Regions from separate parts of the Mus musculus genome. Here all the other regions are linked to region 1. The links are chromatin contacts, called in public ChIA-PET, Hi-C and HiChIP or PLAC-seq maps. All regions are on one chromosome and are shown on one strand. The core of a region is the stretch at or near the end of the contact, and the rest is flanking DNA. Distances in the headings are between cores, read along the strand shown. Region 1 overlaps Usp48 (ubiquitin specific peptidase 48). Region 2 overlaps Gm31820 (a long non-coding RNA gene). Region 3 holds the start of Wnt4 (wingless-type MMTV integration site family, member 4). Region 4 overlaps Cdc42 (cell division cycle 42). Region 5 holds the start of Cdc42 (cell division cycle 42).

What was found. A called contact is a pair of places that touch in the nucleus more often than the background predicts. ChIA-PET counts read pairs in DNA pulled down with a chosen protein or histone mark. HiChIP or PLAC-seq counts read pairs in DNA pulled down with a chosen protein or histone mark.
Region 2: a FOXA1 HiChIP or PLAC-seq map of pancreatic cancer cells shows a contact between it and region 1. The contact joins two enhancer-like sites. A contact is called at or near these places in 1 of 115 datasets of contacts at active chromatin or transcription factors (pancreatic cancer cells) and 1 of 9 other capture datasets (liver).
Region 3: a contact with region 1 is called in an HNF4G HiChIP or PLAC-seq map of pancreatic cancer cells. The contact joins the promoter of Wnt4 here to the enhancer-like site in region 1. A contact is called at or near these places in 5 of 39 promoter capture datasets (the C10 cell line, liver, maxillary cranial neural crest and 1 more), 1 of 115 datasets of contacts at active chromatin or transcription factors (pancreatic cancer cells) and 2 of 9 other capture datasets (adipose tissue and liver).
Region 4: a contact with region 1 is called in a Hi-C map of myocytes, with 1.9 times the contacts expected there. The contact joins two enhancer-like sites. A contact is called at or near these places in 10 of 39 promoter capture datasets (the 3T3-L1 cell line, 3T3-L1-derived adipocytes, the HPC-7 cell line and 6 more), 10 of 484 Hi-C or Micro-C datasets (the C10 cell line, the HPC-7 cell line, Sertoli cells and 7 more), 2 of 115 datasets of contacts at active chromatin or transcription factors (embryonic stem cells and extraembryonic endoderm stem cells) and 2 of 9 other capture datasets (adipose tissue and embryonic stem cells).
Region 5: an RNA polymerase II ChIA-PET map of effector CD8 T cells shows a contact between it and region 1, with 13 read pairs. The contact joins the promoter of Cdc42 here to the enhancer-like site in region 1. A contact is called at or near these places in 4 of 39 promoter capture datasets (embryonic stem cells, hippocampal neurons, liver and 1 more), 4 of 115 datasets of contacts at active chromatin or transcription factors (bone marrow-derived macrophages, effector CD8 T cells, memory CD8 T cells and 1 more) and 2 of 9 other capture datasets (adipose tissue and liver).

The regions. Positions count from the first base shown.
Region 1 is chr4:137,640,279-137,643,091 of GRCm38.p6, forward strand. The region is part of intron 22 of Usp48 (ubiquitin specific peptidase 48); the gene reads left to right. Among named protein-coding and RNA genes, the nearest start is that of Usp48, 48 kb to the left of the region's middle. Within about 2 kb of position 1,398, at least 106 of the 459 cell types and tissues checked have an H3K27ac peak or open chromatin away from gene starts, as enhancers often do. A contact at or near this core is called in the HPC-7 cell line, adipose tissue, bone marrow-derived macrophages and 5 more, where this site is marked.
Region 2 is chr4:137,230,465-137,233,277 of GRCm38.p6, forward strand. All of the region lies in intron 2 of Gm31820 (a long non-coding RNA gene), which reads right to left. Among named protein-coding and RNA genes, the nearest start is that of Gm31820, 21 kb to the right of the region's middle. Within about 2 kb of position 1,362, at least 38 of the 459 cell types and tissues checked have an H3K27ac peak or open chromatin away from gene starts, as enhancers often do. A contact at or near this core is called in pancreatic cancer cells, where this site is marked.
Region 3 is chr4:137,276,273-137,279,085 of GRCm38.p6, forward strand. It overlaps Wnt4 (wingless-type MMTV integration site family, member 4), which reads left to right and starts at 1,363. Exons shown (of 5, transcript NM_009523.2): 1 at 1,363-1,484. The coding sequence starts at 1,408.
Region 4 is chr4:137,325,380-137,328,192 of GRCm38.p6, forward strand. All of the region lies in intron 5 of Cdc42 (cell division cycle 42), which reads right to left. Among named protein-coding and RNA genes, the nearest start is that of Cdc42, 31 kb to the right of the region's middle. Within about 2 kb of position 1,337, at least 16 of the 459 cell types and tissues checked have an H3K27ac peak or open chromatin away from gene starts, as enhancers often do. A contact at or near this core is called in the HPC-7 cell line and myocytes, where this site is marked.
Region 5 is chr4:137,356,301-137,359,113 of GRCm38.p6, forward strand. It overlaps Cdc42 (cell division cycle 42), which reads right to left and starts at 1,459. Exons shown (of 6, transcript NM_009861.3): 1 at 1,346-1,459.

The sequences.
Region 1 (2,813 bases), core at 148-2,647:
GCTTTGATTCTGTCTTGGTAACAAACTGGCAGTCTTTTTATTTTTTCCCCAAGACATTGTTTTCCCATTGTCCTAGCTGTTCTGGAACTTGCTCTGAACAACAGAGATCTACTTGCCTTTGTTCTCCCCAAGTACTGTTATTAAAGGTGTGCACCATCACCACACAGCCTGCCAACTAGGATTTGTGATAAATGGAGGAAGATGATATTAGCCCTTCAGTCTCCACCATAATCAATTTCTACTAAGATTGACTGTGTCGGGGACTGGGGAAGATGTTCAGTGGTTGAGAGCATGGCCTCTCCAAGAGGCCTGAGTTTGGAACTCAGCACCTTCTCTGGGCTGCCTGTTTTACTCTTAATAGCTGGGACATCTTTACCCTGAGACCTGGTAGTCAAATTATGCGTAGCTTCTGCCTCAGTGGCCCTTTGCCTCATCCAATCCAGAGCACAGTCTTTGAACATGCTGGTCTGCTGTTGGTATACCACTGTTTTTTGTTTTGTTTTGTTTTGTTTTGTTTTGGTTGTTTGTTTTTTGCTTGTTTGGGTTGGTTTGGGTTTTTTGTTGTTATTGTTGTTGCTGCTGTTGTTCATTTTTTTTCATTTTCTTTGTTTTTCTGGTTGGTTGGTAGGTTTTTTCATGAGGGTTTCTCTATGTATATCTGACCTTGGAAATCACTCTAGTCCAGGCTGGCCTTGAACTCAGAGATTGATCTGCCTCTTTCTTATTCCAGAGTACTGGGATTAAAGGCGTGCACTGTCACGGTGTGATTTGCTGCTTTATTTAATGTTGATGAAGAAAGTCTTAAGTTTGGTGCTGGAGAGATAGCTCAGTGGTTGAGAGTACTTCCAGTGGTCTGGAGTTCAATTCCCAGCAACCACGTGTTGGCTCACAACCATTTGTAATGGGATCTGATGCCCTCCTCTGGCATATAGGGACATATGCGGGCAGAACACTGCGTACATAAAGTCTTAGGTCTTAATCAGCCCAAGGTAAATAAATGTTGTGTGTACTTGCTGGTATGGAAGGATGTCATTGTTATCTATGCTTTGTTCGAATCCTATAAAAATAACTTTAAAAAACAACAACAAAAACCCATGAATGAGCAAAACCACTGTTTTATGTCCATCTCTTGGACAGTGGACAGGCAAATTTGGTATTTATCCCTTGTCAAGCTTGATGGCCCATGGCCTCAGAGCGTTCTGTGGTCATGCAGGGTTTTCTGACTGAGGCGCTCTATTGCCCTACTCAGATCTGTTTGTGTCTGTTGTCAATCTCCTGACATTGTGGAGTCAAGTTTTCTCTGTTAGCTCTTTTTCCTTTCTGAGACACAGGCTTGCTGTGCCACGTAACCCAGGTTGGCCTCGATCCCATAATCTAGTTTGGCATCTAGAATGCTGGGATTGCTGGTGTGGACACCCCTGCCTGGCTGCTAAGAGGGCCCTCTAGGATTTCGAAGAAGTGTGTCTCTCTGTTTCCAGCTTTGTTTTTCAGTCCAAGCCTTGTTTGTTGAGCAAACGCTGCATTTTCCTGTGACTCAGACTTTAAAGTCTGACTCTTTCTCTGAGCATCCGGTTTTATTCACTGTGGTCACAACCACAGCAATGTTCTCAGGTGGATGTGGGATTCCTGCCTTTAGTTGTGGATTGCAGCAGAGTTCACATGAACAAATACAATACAGAATGTTAGAGGATTGCTCTTTACGCCATAATTATTTTGTACATGTTATAATTTTCCTCCGATTCCCTTGTCCATGTTTGGATATTGTAATATCCTAGAATGTTTTAAATACTTTTGGTTCAAGGCAGGGCGGGGATCTCAGCTCTAACCCTCTGTTTAGAGCATAGTAACTAGTTAGTCCCTGGGGATACCTAGTGTCTTCAGAATGTCACCTCCCGCACCCCCCTCCCTCTTTTTTCTCAGAACATGGGTCACTGGTTTCACTGAAGTAAATCCCACGCCATAAAGCAAGCATTAGTGCTCCTTAATGGAGCTGAGCAAATTCCCTGCCCTCCTCTCTAAGCCAGATCAACCAAGTTCCTTCTGTGTTATCTAAAATTCAGGTTAATGATACACTCAGTAGGTATCACTTAGGTAACTGGAAGCCTTTTAAATCCAGTGACTGGGGAAAAACAACCACTGCTCTACTGGTTTTAGCAGGTTGACATGGGTTAAAGGACAATAATTCCAGGAAAAGCTTTTAGATCCTCTTAAAATCAATTTGAAAAGATTTTAGTTGATGCCTGAGACCTTTTGGCTGGGGCATGGGGTGAGGTTAGGATTGTACAGTGGATACCTTCTGTCTGTAGATAATGTCCTCTTTTTCAGTTGGATGTTGTTTTTGTGACTGCTAAGTTGACTTTTTCTTAGAAATGGAAGTTGTGGCTAGATTGGGCAGAGCCTTGCCAGTGGCCAGAGACCTGAGAAAAGTCTCTGCCCTGGTAGCTGCTTTATGAATTACAAAACACATTAGTAATATGAATGGGAAAGTGGGAATAAAAATCCCACTTTAATTCCCTGGCTTGGTTAACAAGAGAATCTTGGCTTGTTAACCCCCCAGGGAGGGCTTTGTAAGTAAAGAGCCACAAACACTACTGCCAGCATGGAAGGCTGATCTGCCTGCAGTACAGAGCAGGCCCACATTATGTAGCAGACCTACATAATGAGTGAGATGCTTTCAAAACACACCAAAAGATGTTCTGGAACATTTGGCCCCTGCTATTCTCTTTTCTAAAGACTAGTACAGCCTGTATCTTGTGCCCATATATAGTTCCTGCTTTTTTGCTGAATGCTTAGGTCAGTTCAGTGATGGTGAA
Region 2 (2,813 bases), core at 112-2,611, 410 kb before region 1:
AAGAAAGTGGTCCTTGAGAGTATAAAGTCTGCCCACTGTGTGCCACTCTGTCACGCATGTAACAGTGACTGCTTGACAGTGTGTGCCACTCCGTCATACATGTAGCAGTAGCAGAGACTGACTGAGCGCCTCCCTTTAGTCAGAGCCCAACGCCACAGGTACAACAGAGAACCAAACCTGACCCTACCCTCAAGCATGCAGACCAGTAAACAAGGACCAGCCAGACTGAGTTGAGGCTCTACCAAGAGGCCACGTGAGAGCTGGGAGACAGAGGCAGAGGGGGTAGCATAGGTGGATATCTTCAGTGAGAGAAACCACTAAGGTATCATTGGAAAGATGACAAAGAGGTGGCCTAAGGAGTCCAGTGCAGCCTGCTGGCTGTAAAGGCATGAAGTATCCCTGTCCTCTTCTCACATCCCCGCAAAGGAGTGTGGGGAAGGCTGGGTACCCAGTTTCTGTTAGAGCACTTGCCCAGAATTCCTGAATCCCTGAGTTTGACTCCCTCAGCTACATAGTGAGTTTGAGGCCAGCTTGGGACACATGAGACCCTGTTTTTTGTTTTTTTTGGTTTTGTTTTAAAAGAAAAAAAAGACAAGGAAAGGAGAGGGAAGGAAAGGAAAAGAGAGGAGGGGAGAGGAGAGGAGAGGAGAGGAGAGGAAAGGAAAGGAAAGGAAAGGAAAGGAAAGGAGAGGAAAGGAAAGGAGAGGAAAGGAAAGGAGAGAGGGGAGAGGAGGAAGGGGAGGAGGGGGAAAAATATAGACCAGCACGCTACAGAGAAAGCATCCACCTACCTACAAGGACACCACTTAGACGCTGCACACAGTTTGCAGTAAGGCAGACCCAGCCATCCGCTGGATTGTTCCAACTGGAAGCTTTTACTTTCATCAAAGAACCCCAAGTAGCAGACAGTGGCTCCACCCATCAATGGCTGATGTGAGAGTCTGGTCTCTTCCCCTGAGAGGCCACCCGCTCCCTCCCATGCATTCCCTGTTTATCAGTTTCTCCTGATCACCAACCACACACCCGAGGACGGCACTAGGAGCCAAGGTGCTTGGCAGTTGGTCAGCCAACCCTGATGCCACACCCCAGTAGCCCTATCCACCGCTGCTCCTCACCATCCCGGCAGGACCGACCTGAGTAGACACTAGGGGCCTCCCAAAAAGTCTGCCATTAGCAAGGGGATGAGGCTGTGCCAGGCATCCCTGCTGCTTCCTCCCCAGCCAAAGGCAGGGCACATGCATGGCTGAAATCCCGCTGGTGGCCCCTAGCCAACTGGCTGCCACTCGCTTATTTGACTTGGAACAGGAAATACATTTTTCTACTATTTACACTGCTGACCTCAGGAATAAACTCGTTGTGGCTGTAGCCACATTCCCATACTGTCCTGCTTACATCTGGGGACTTAGCTTGGGACCCGGACAGAGGAGGTCTGGGGTTGAGGCTGTGGGCAAATGGTTCCCTGAGTCTTCAGGGCAGAAAGGATCGAGGCTACACATTGCTCCGAGAGACACTCGGCCAGGATGCACAGGAGGCTCACCTGTTCCCTCCTCCATCTGCACAGAGAACATGTGACAGAGATGAGCTCCAGGGACAGTCACTTAAAGTAAGTGACACCCTCTGCTCTGAGGACAGCATCATGTCGATGTGACAGCCCAACCCCAAAGCAACTCAGCTGAGGCCAGCCTCACAACTAGACCAGCAACAGCAGCAGTAGCCAGATGTGGGATGGGTCTGTTGGCAGTCCCTGTTTCCCCTGGGGAGGGTAAGCAGCCACCTCAGCCTGAAGCTGCTGCCATGGCTACCAGAAAAAAGAAAAAAAAAATTACCCAGTGGTTATCTGGGCACTGGAGGGCAGGCCGGGCGCTGTTAGAGAACAGGTCTAGAAATTAAAAGAATAAAATGTCAGATGAAAGCATCAGCAGCCTACCGTGACACCTTCACTGATGTAAGTGGGGCTTCTGCTTATGTGAGCATGTGCGTGTGGAGGCCAGAGATCCACCTCTTGAGAGCCATCAACCTTGTTTGGCCTTTTTTCCAGGAGGGAAGGGGTTTTGTATTTAGTTTTTTGAGATAGGGTTTCTCTGTGTAGCCTTGGCTGGCCTGGAGCTCACTATGTAGACCAGGCTGGCCTTGAACCCACAGACATCTGCCTGCCTCTGCCTCCCAAGTGCTGGAATGAAAAAAAAGGATTCCCCTATGCCTGATCCCAACCTTGTTTTGTGAGTGTGTGGGGGGGGGGGGGTGGGGTGGGTGTGGGTGTGTTTTAAGGCAGGGGATCTGGGAATCATTAATTAGGCTAGGCAGGTTGGCCAGCAAATCCCAGGGACCCCCCTGGCTTCACATCCCCAATGCTGAGACCATAAGCACACACCACCATGTATGTCATGGTTAGTGTCAATTGTTCCCTTGACACAAACCTAGAGTCACCTGGGAAGAATGAATCTCAACTGAGTTACCTCCATCACACTGGCCTGTGGTCACGTCTGTGAGGCGTTTTCTTTAACTGCTGATTGATGTAGGAGGTCCCAGTCCACTGTGGGCGGTGCCATCCCTAGGCAAGAAGTCCTGGCTACATAACAGAGTTCCTTAAACAAGCCACAGGGAACAGGCCAAGTAAGCAGCGTTCTTCCATGGTTTCTGCTCCAGGCTCCTGCCTTGACTTCCCTCAATGGTAGGCTGTGTACTATGAGCTAAAGCTAACCCTTTCCTCACCAAGTAGCTTTTGGTCATGAGTTTATTACAACAAGAGAAAGGAAACTGGAACACACGACAACATCTGGCTTATTTCCTGTGTACTGGGACTCAAACTTGGG
Region 3 (2,813 bases), core at 113-2,612, 360 kb before region 1:
AACGTGGCCATGGTGGGGGTGGGCAGCCAAACTCACATAGAGAAAACAGTTGGTTCTGGAAGGGCAGAGGCCAGGTCATTTTCTCTCCCCCTTGCTTTTAGTGAGATTGAGTAGGGTCTCTGGGCTTTCGTGTCCTGTTTAGACAGAGTTCCTCTAGCTCAGTGGGATGTAGCCTCAGGCAGGGCCAGAGTCTGGGCTCTATCAGTGACCTGGAGAGGGTGTGGCCCAGCCATGGCAAGTAACTATTAACACGGAATTGAGCTTCAGCACCAGCCAGGCATGGGTTTTTAAGCAATATCTCCACTCCATTCATTCACTCCACAAACGTGTCACCCACCCACTCTGTGCCAGACACCAAGCTAAGGGTTGAATCTGCCTGACGTGGGAGAAGTAATAAAAGAATCGAACAGAAACCCAAGCAGACAGCAAAGATTGGTTCCTGTGCTAAAAGGAAGCCTCCACAGCCTTCCAGTTCCTAAGCAGAAGGTCTACACAGAAAGGCAAGGGGTTCGCTCAAAACCTCGCTGCCTGGAGCGCGCCAGAACTCAGGGCGATCCAGAAGCGAGGTTTCGGATTCCCGGAGTCTCAGGCCACTGTCCCAAGCTGCCCGAAGTAGAGAGGCCCCTGTCCAGCTCCGGGAAGGCTGGAGGGAGGTGAGTGCTAGGGAGGGGCCGGACCACAGAACGCGGGGGCCTGAGGGCGGGGAGGGGTCCGGTGGGGACAGCCGGGCGGCACCCCAGCCTGGTGCGCCCTGAGCGCGAGCGACTGGGTGCGCGCGAGTAGCAGCCGCTCTCGCTCCGGTGGCTCCGCCGGGGTCGGCCGGGGATCCCGGCTCCCAGGCGCCGGCGGGGGGCCGCGGGGCGCGGCCAGGGCGGCGCTGCAGTGCCCGCAGCGGCGGGCTGGGGGAGCTGTGCCCGCTCGTCCCTAAGGCCCCGGGCGGGGACCCAGCAGCTGGGTCGCCGCGCCTCTAGCTCGGCCCAACTGGGCGGCGTGCGGCCAAGCGTGCCTGCAGCAGCGGGGCTGAGGCTCCGAGCGCGTCCGGGCGCCGGGCCGGGGAGGCCCCCCAGGAGAAGCCCAGTCCCGCGGGCTCAGGACCGCCCCCGTGGGGGGGGGGTTGTCCCACGCCGCTGGACCCGCCCAGGTAACCCCATCCTCGGCCCGCCCCCGGCCCGCCCCGCCGGCCGCCCGCCCGCCTCCGCCGCCACCGCCGCATCCCGGCTCTGGGGCGGCGCTGACAGTCGGGTCCGCCGGGCAGCGGGCGCAGCAGCGGGCGGCGCGGCCGGCTGCTCGGAGGCTGAGCCCCGCCGCGCGCCCCGGCCCGGCGCCCCAGCCCGTCCGCGCGGCGCCCACCTGCCGCCCCGACGGGAGCCTTGCGGCCGCTGCCCCGGGCTGGGCGCGCACGGCACCATGAGCCCCCGTTCGTGCCTGCGGTCCCTGCGACTCCTCGTCTTCGCCGTGTTCTCGGCCGCCGCGAGCAATTGGCTGTAAGTCGGGCCGGGGACCGGGCGGGCGGGGCGGGTCCCGGGGCCACAGGCGCAGGGGGCTCCCGGCAGGTGTCTCAGCCGTGGGACCCGAGGATCGCGCTCCCGCCGGTTCCTCCTGCCGGCCACCACCACTGTCCGGTCTTCCCTCTGGAGGTCCCGGGACCCCTGCTGCCCCAGTCCGGCTCGGGGTAGCAGGGCTGGCAGTGCGTCTGCACCGGGAGGCTCCTTTGGGTGCTCGAGGGCGCGCGGGGGTGCGAGCGCGGGGCGGTGGCCCGGGAACGGAGCGAGGCGCAAACCGGCGGGCTGACAGGTCTCCGAGGGAAAGCGTCCCGAGCATAATAGCAGGTTAACCGCGAGGAGTCTGGGCGCGAGCTCCTCGCGCTGCGCTGCGCCGCGCCGCGCTGCGGGCTGAGCTGGAGGCGTGCAGAGACCTGTTTCTGCTTGGGGGGCGGGAGCCAAACATAGAAGTCCAGGACCGGGGCGCCGAGCCTCTGAGAGCCCGCAGGCTGGCTCTGGCTGCTCCTCGCTGTTCCCTGAGGCAGGAAGAAACTTCTCCCAACCTTTAATAAAGAAGGCGACAACCCCCATCCACCTCTAAGGGTCTTGCCTAAGAAGGAAGGGGGTGGTAACCACTGGTGACCTGTGTGTCTCTCCCTGACTGGGTCTGCGCTCGGGAGGATCCCTGGGAAGGCGAGCTAAAGAGCTAGTGACTAAGAGAACAAGGAACCAGCTTTTAGACTCCTTCATCCCTCCTCAGTGGCACTTCCTATGGCCCAGGCTTAACCCTGGCCCCAACTTCTCCTGCCCAGAGCTCTGCAGCCTTCCACTGTGGGCAGCCAGTGGGGAGCCAAGCTCCTGTATTGATCTGAAAAGCATGAGGTGGGAAGGGGGGATAGCCAACAGTGTAGCTGGGGTTTCCATGGAGACAGTGGGAAAGGAAAAATTCTCTCTGCATCAAGACCAAAGAACAAATATCTCCCATGAAATTGCCCTGAGTGTCCAATGGCTGTTGCTATGAGGTCATTGTGGCCAGCCAGGGCCCTGGAGACTGGAAAGGAGTGTGTTCGTTGGGGTCAGAGCCACCCAGAGCTTGGGAGACTGAGGTGATGTGGAATTCTCCCAGCTGTTCCGAGAGCTCGCAATTCCTCTGAGGCCCAAAGTGGCTGCATTGTTTTTCCTGGATTCTTAATTTGATTAACACTTCAGGGGCAGTGGCAGAGTGGACAGAAACCAGGGCACAGCCACCGTCCCCTCCCCTCCCGCCCCCCACTTCTTGCAGAATGCTCCCTCCCCCAGTGAGACCTGGGTTGCAGACCTGAGAAAGCACTT
Region 4 (2,813 bases), core at 87-2,586, 310 kb before region 1:
ATAAGAGAAAAGGAACTAAGACACAGTGGTATAAAGTTACGGAAATTGAACTGCACACATGTTGTTCGCTCTCACTCACTGCTCCCTAGACACACCACTCAAAAATGGCCAGAGGAAAACTCCATAAAGGAAATAATACCCTTAAAAACACTTGAGAGTGCTCGCTTCGGCAGCACATATAGCATGGCCCCTGCGCAAGGATGACACGCAAATTCGTAAAGCGTTCCACATTAAAAAAAAAACAAAAAAAAAAACACAGGAGACTGGAGGTAACACATAAGACATATATTTTTGCAGACTATGCCAAAAGTAGCCCAGAGAGTAACGCCCTGACTCAAAAGCATCAAATAGTGCACTTAATTCTGTCCCAGTTGAATCATCCTAGAAATTGTGTGGTATAGTAAGGAAGAAAAATTTAAGTATCTAAAATGGCGGGGAGGGGGGAGCCCACACACCCACTTTTAAGTCTGTACTTATCTGAACCTCACCTGACAGTTTACTAACTCCATCTATCTTGTCAGCTTACAGACACTTCCACTGGGCTCCCCCAGGGACCTAGCATTAGCACCAGGTATGGGCTGTATATAAAAGGCTTTCAACTGGACATGTGATTTCATCATCTTAAGATGACCATATGGTATAAAGTAACAATTATAAAACTTCTTAGTCCTAATGAATTCTGTTTATTACTGTATCTCCTTTTAGACTAAGAGTAACAAGTCTCAAATACTTTAAACTGGTGCAGGTTTTTATTATGATAGGATATTAACACGCTATATATGTGATTCAACCCTGGTTTAAAATATTCTTTAGATGATGATGAAAATTCAAGGTTATAAATGTCTATTCAGATTAACAAAAGTTAACTTAGAATGTTCATAGCCACTGTGTGTTTCTCTCTGACTGGTCTGTATGCATGAACAAATGCAGTTTCTTTCTCCTGCTGCCAGTCTCCTAGGCTCACTCAATACATGTCTTGGTTTCCGGCCATTGGATCTAATATAAGAAGGAGTCAGATGTTATTTAAATATGGATAATATTAAAATTGTTTATACTGTTCCCTTGCTGGTTTATACTGTTCTAGTTCATTGCTAGCTCTAAAAATGGGTTACCACTCACTCTTTTTAAGACCCAGGCATGTTTTTAAAGCCCAGGGTCAAAAACAAGATCACTGACTTATAAATTATCGGATATGGGTAAAACTCATGACCAGGGTTAGTAACTGAAAGTTTGTACTTAGATAATCATAAACCATGTGACACAATTCCATTCTGGGATACAAACAGCAAACAGCTGCCTGCCATCTGTGCTATGGGATAAAGAAGCTGCAAGTCATGGCTTCATCCACGTCTAACTAAACCGCAAGCAACACATGACATGAGCTGACCACAGAAACAGGCTACCAAGGAAGCTTTTATGTTCTATAAAGGTCAGAAATGTGCCCAGTCTCTAATTATAAACTATATTTATAGATTTAGAAATTTTATTTTGATACTAGAAGAGCAAAATCAAAATCTTAATTTTTAAATCTAAACTTAACAGAGATAAAACACAAAGTCCTAGCCAGGCGGTGGTGGCTCACACCTTTAACCCCAGCACTTGGGAGGCAGAGGCAGGTGGATTTCTGAGTTCGAGGCCAGCCTGGTCTACAAAGTGAGTTCCAGGACAGCCAGGGCTACACAGAGAAACCCTGTCTCGAAAACAAAGAAACAAACAAACAAACAAACAAAAAGCCCCACAAAGTCCTAATCTTAGGAAGCTACTAAATTATTGTCAACTGTTAAGGATAATTAAGAAATGCAAGTGAAGGGGCTGGAGAGATGGCTCAGCGGTTAAGAACACTGACTGCTCTTCTGAAGGTCCTGAGTTCAAATCCCAGCAACCACAAGGTGGCTCACAACTACCCATAATGAGATCTGACACCCTCTTCTGGAGTGTCTGAAGACAGCTACAGTGTACTTACATATAATAAATAAATAAATCTTAATAAAAAAAAAAAGAAATGCAAGTTGATAGTAACCTTATAAATAAATGATCAAATCTTTTAATGTGTCCAAAAATATATTTGAGGTTTCTCTATGAATTGACGTAATTACAAGATGAAGTTTTACTTAGCCCCTTGTTTTATGTTTGCAAGGTACAGTTTAGCGCAGATACCTGAAAACAGACAAAGATTGTTTAACTCAGATATGCTCGGTGGGTACTAGCCCTCAAGCCTGTCAGAGACCTGTTGACTATGGCATTTAATATGCTTAAACTTATTATATGACAGTGACTCCCAAATCCTAACAGTGATACACAACCCACCTCTGCAAGTTCTTCAAGAAGATATAGGCAGAATGACAAAAGACTAAACCTGGATTAGAGTACATTGACCAGTGGACAGACTGGCCCCTGCCTTGCCCACTAGGGCCCAGCCTGCACTGTGGGCAAACCGGACACGGGAAAACTTACTGCTATGATTTATTGCTAAGTGTTGCTGAAGACAAGATGAGGTCAGTCTCTCCCATGTTCCTTCTCCACAAAAAAAAAAAAGGCCTCCCTCTTCTGGCCTAATGGCCAAAGACCACCTCTGACCACAGTGCAACAGGACCACAGGAATCTGGGACAACTGTCTAGATAGTGGTCTCTGTCATTCCAGACTGCTCAGAGCACTGGAATCTCCCAACCTTAAACAGGCATCCCAGTCTTCCAGAGCTCTGACATCAATGTCCTAATTTCAACTAAGAAGCAGTTACAGAAGAGATTATGTTGCCCTTATCATAAACAAAAGGTTGAAATGTCAGGGCCAAATTCTGACAGATGGACAAAAA
Region 5 (2,813 bases), core at 209-2,708, 280 kb before region 1:
AGACCCTGTCTCAAGATAAAAAAAAAAAAAAAATCCAAAAGCCCTTTTAATGGAAAAACTAAAGCATGCAACTTTGAAGTTGCAATCCTAACAAAGACAAATCAGGGGTATGACGAAATTCTCTTTTCACCTCATTCTTCAAACCATGCACTGAAGTTGGGTTCTTTACATCAAGTAAGTCACAATTAGTGTGGCAAAGAATTGCTCCTGCAATTCACCCGAGTATATAGCCAAGGGGTCCTTTAAAGATCATACCTACACAAGTGGCTGCAGACAGTGTATATTCCCTGACCAAAATAACTTAAACCTAAGATTTTGAACCTTCGGTATTTTAGGTGCATCTCAGGCAGCCTGAAGACAGGCAACAGGATTTCAACAACAACAAAAAAAAATTGCCACCTTACTCTGAACCAATGTGCTGGGTTGACCCACAAAGGCCGCAAGATGCTGTCTTAATTTGAATAGCCCTGACTTGTAGGAGTTAAAACTCTCACCCCTTATGCTGCGATGACGTAATCTTCCACACTGAATTTCTCCCAGAGTTAAAGGGGTGGAAAGAGGAATTTACAAAATAGTAATAATAACCGACAAAGAAAATTTCCTGCTAGGAACGAGGAACTGAGTAAGTGGCCAGGCGGGGTTTCGGGAGGTGCTTAGGCAGGTCCCGGATGGCAAAGAGGCCGGCCCCGGCAGGAGAGCCCCGGGAGCCGCGGGGCAGGAGAGGACACGGCGCGGGGCTGGAGACCGCCGAGGGGCGCAGGCGCAGAGCCGCCCGGTCCGTCACCTCGGCCCCGGCCCGGCCCGGCCCTGCGGCCGCAGTTCCGCTCCCCTCCCCCGCCAGCCGCAACGCGTCCGTGGCGGGGCCGGGGAAGCAGGAAGTCGAGGCCCACAACGGAGAGACAGCCCCCGGCCTCCGACCCCGGTCCGGACCGGGCGTCTCCCACCCCGCGCCCCGGGGCCTCGGAGCCCGCGGGCGGCCGGAGGGGGAGGGGAGCGGGTGGGATGGGTGTGCCCGGTCCTCTCGCCGCCGCCGCCGCCGCCGCCGCCGCTGACAGCTCGGCCGGGCTGTGCCCTCGGCCGCCGCCATCCCCGGCCGCGCCGCGCCGCCATTCCAGCCCTAAGCCTCGCCGCGACCCCGCCTCGCTTCCCTCAGAACCCGGGCCGGCGGGCGCACGCGACCCCGGCAAGCCCTCCCTCGCGGCCCACCGCCCGCAAGCACCGGGATGCCCCTGCCCGCGAGCATCCTCGAGAACCGAGAGAGGACGGGGGGGGGGGGGACACGCGAAGGGGACCGGGCGGCGCAGAAGACGCTCCCGCAGGGAGGCTTCTCGGGCCCCGCACTCACCTCAGCTTCTCCGCCGGGGCGTTGGCAGCACTGCGCGGGGCCTCCTCGGCTGCCGGACAGGGGCACGCGCCTGACGTCAGCACGCAGGGGACGCATGGTTGGGTGCCCGCGGAAGTGGGAGGGACAAAGAGAGAGAAGGGGCTGAGGGCGGCTCGGGCTCCGCCCCTTGGCGCGCACGCGCGCGGGCTGCGTTCCTTGCATGCTCTGGTTGGCTCTCTGCGCCTTTTAACGGTATTTTTTATCCGTAATAAAACTATGAACAATGATGTGCACGGTGTTGTAACTAAAGTTTATTTTGAGTCTTGCAACTTCGTGAAGAAAAGTGTTGTAAATATGTTTTACTTTTATATTTTTGTTTATTTTATTGAGACAGGGTGTCATTATGTAGCCCTTGCTATCCCAGAATGGCTATGTAGACCAGGCTGTCCCAGAACACAGCAATACTACTGCCTCTGCTTCCAGAGTTCTGATATTTCAAGAAATGTACTACCATGCCTGAGCTGTCTCTCTCTTTTTTGTTGTTGTTTTTTGTTTTTTGACAAGAGTTTCTTTCCATGGGTAGCCCTAGCTGTATTGAAACTTGCTGTGGAGCCCAGGCTAGCCTGGAACTCAGAGAATCCCTTGCCTCTGCTTCCTGGGTGCTGGGATTAAAGGTGTGCATCACCATACCCAGGCTACCGGGTTTGTTTTGTTTTGTTTTGTTTTTAATAACTTGAGACGTGATCTCGTTTAGCGCAGCCTGGATTTGAATGCTTAACTAGGTACCAGAGGTTGATCTTAAACTGCTAAGCCTCTACCTCCGAAGTGCTGAGCTTATAGGCGTGCCCCTCCATAGCCTGCCTCTTTGCTTCTCTGAGAGAGGAAGTGACTTGCTGTGCACAGCTTTATCTGTCTGTTTTTGGAGTGGGAGTTGAGTATCACCCTCGGTTTTGTTTAGAACTAAAGACTTTCCCCCTCAAAAAAGTCCTACATTTACTGTCCCTGAGTGCTCTCCCCTGGCCCCTTTGGTTGGATCTGACCTATCAAATCCTTCTCTTCCCTGTCATCTCGGCGCCTGTTGAATAGCTGCCTTCTCTGGCCGTGTACTAGCTGCTGGAGAATAGAGAGCCTAGCCTTCTGTCAGATGCTCCCCAACATTAGAGGAACCTTATCTCAGTAATGTTCTCTTGCGGGCTGGAGATGTAGCCCAGTCGGTAGAGAGCTTGCCAAGAATGCACGAAGCCCCACGTTAGTGCCTCTACCACATTCATAATCCAAGCTCTGAGATGGATGGCTGTAATCCCAGCACTTGGGAGGTGGAAGCAGAAAAATCTATGGTGACCCTTGGTTGCATAGAAGATTCAGAGTGTCCTAGGATACAAAACATCCATTCTCAAAAAACAGGAGGGTGTGTCTTAAGGAGGCAGAACTCTGAGACCTCAGATGTGTGCTCCTGCATCCAGCTTTATGTGGGCCCTAGGGATTCGAA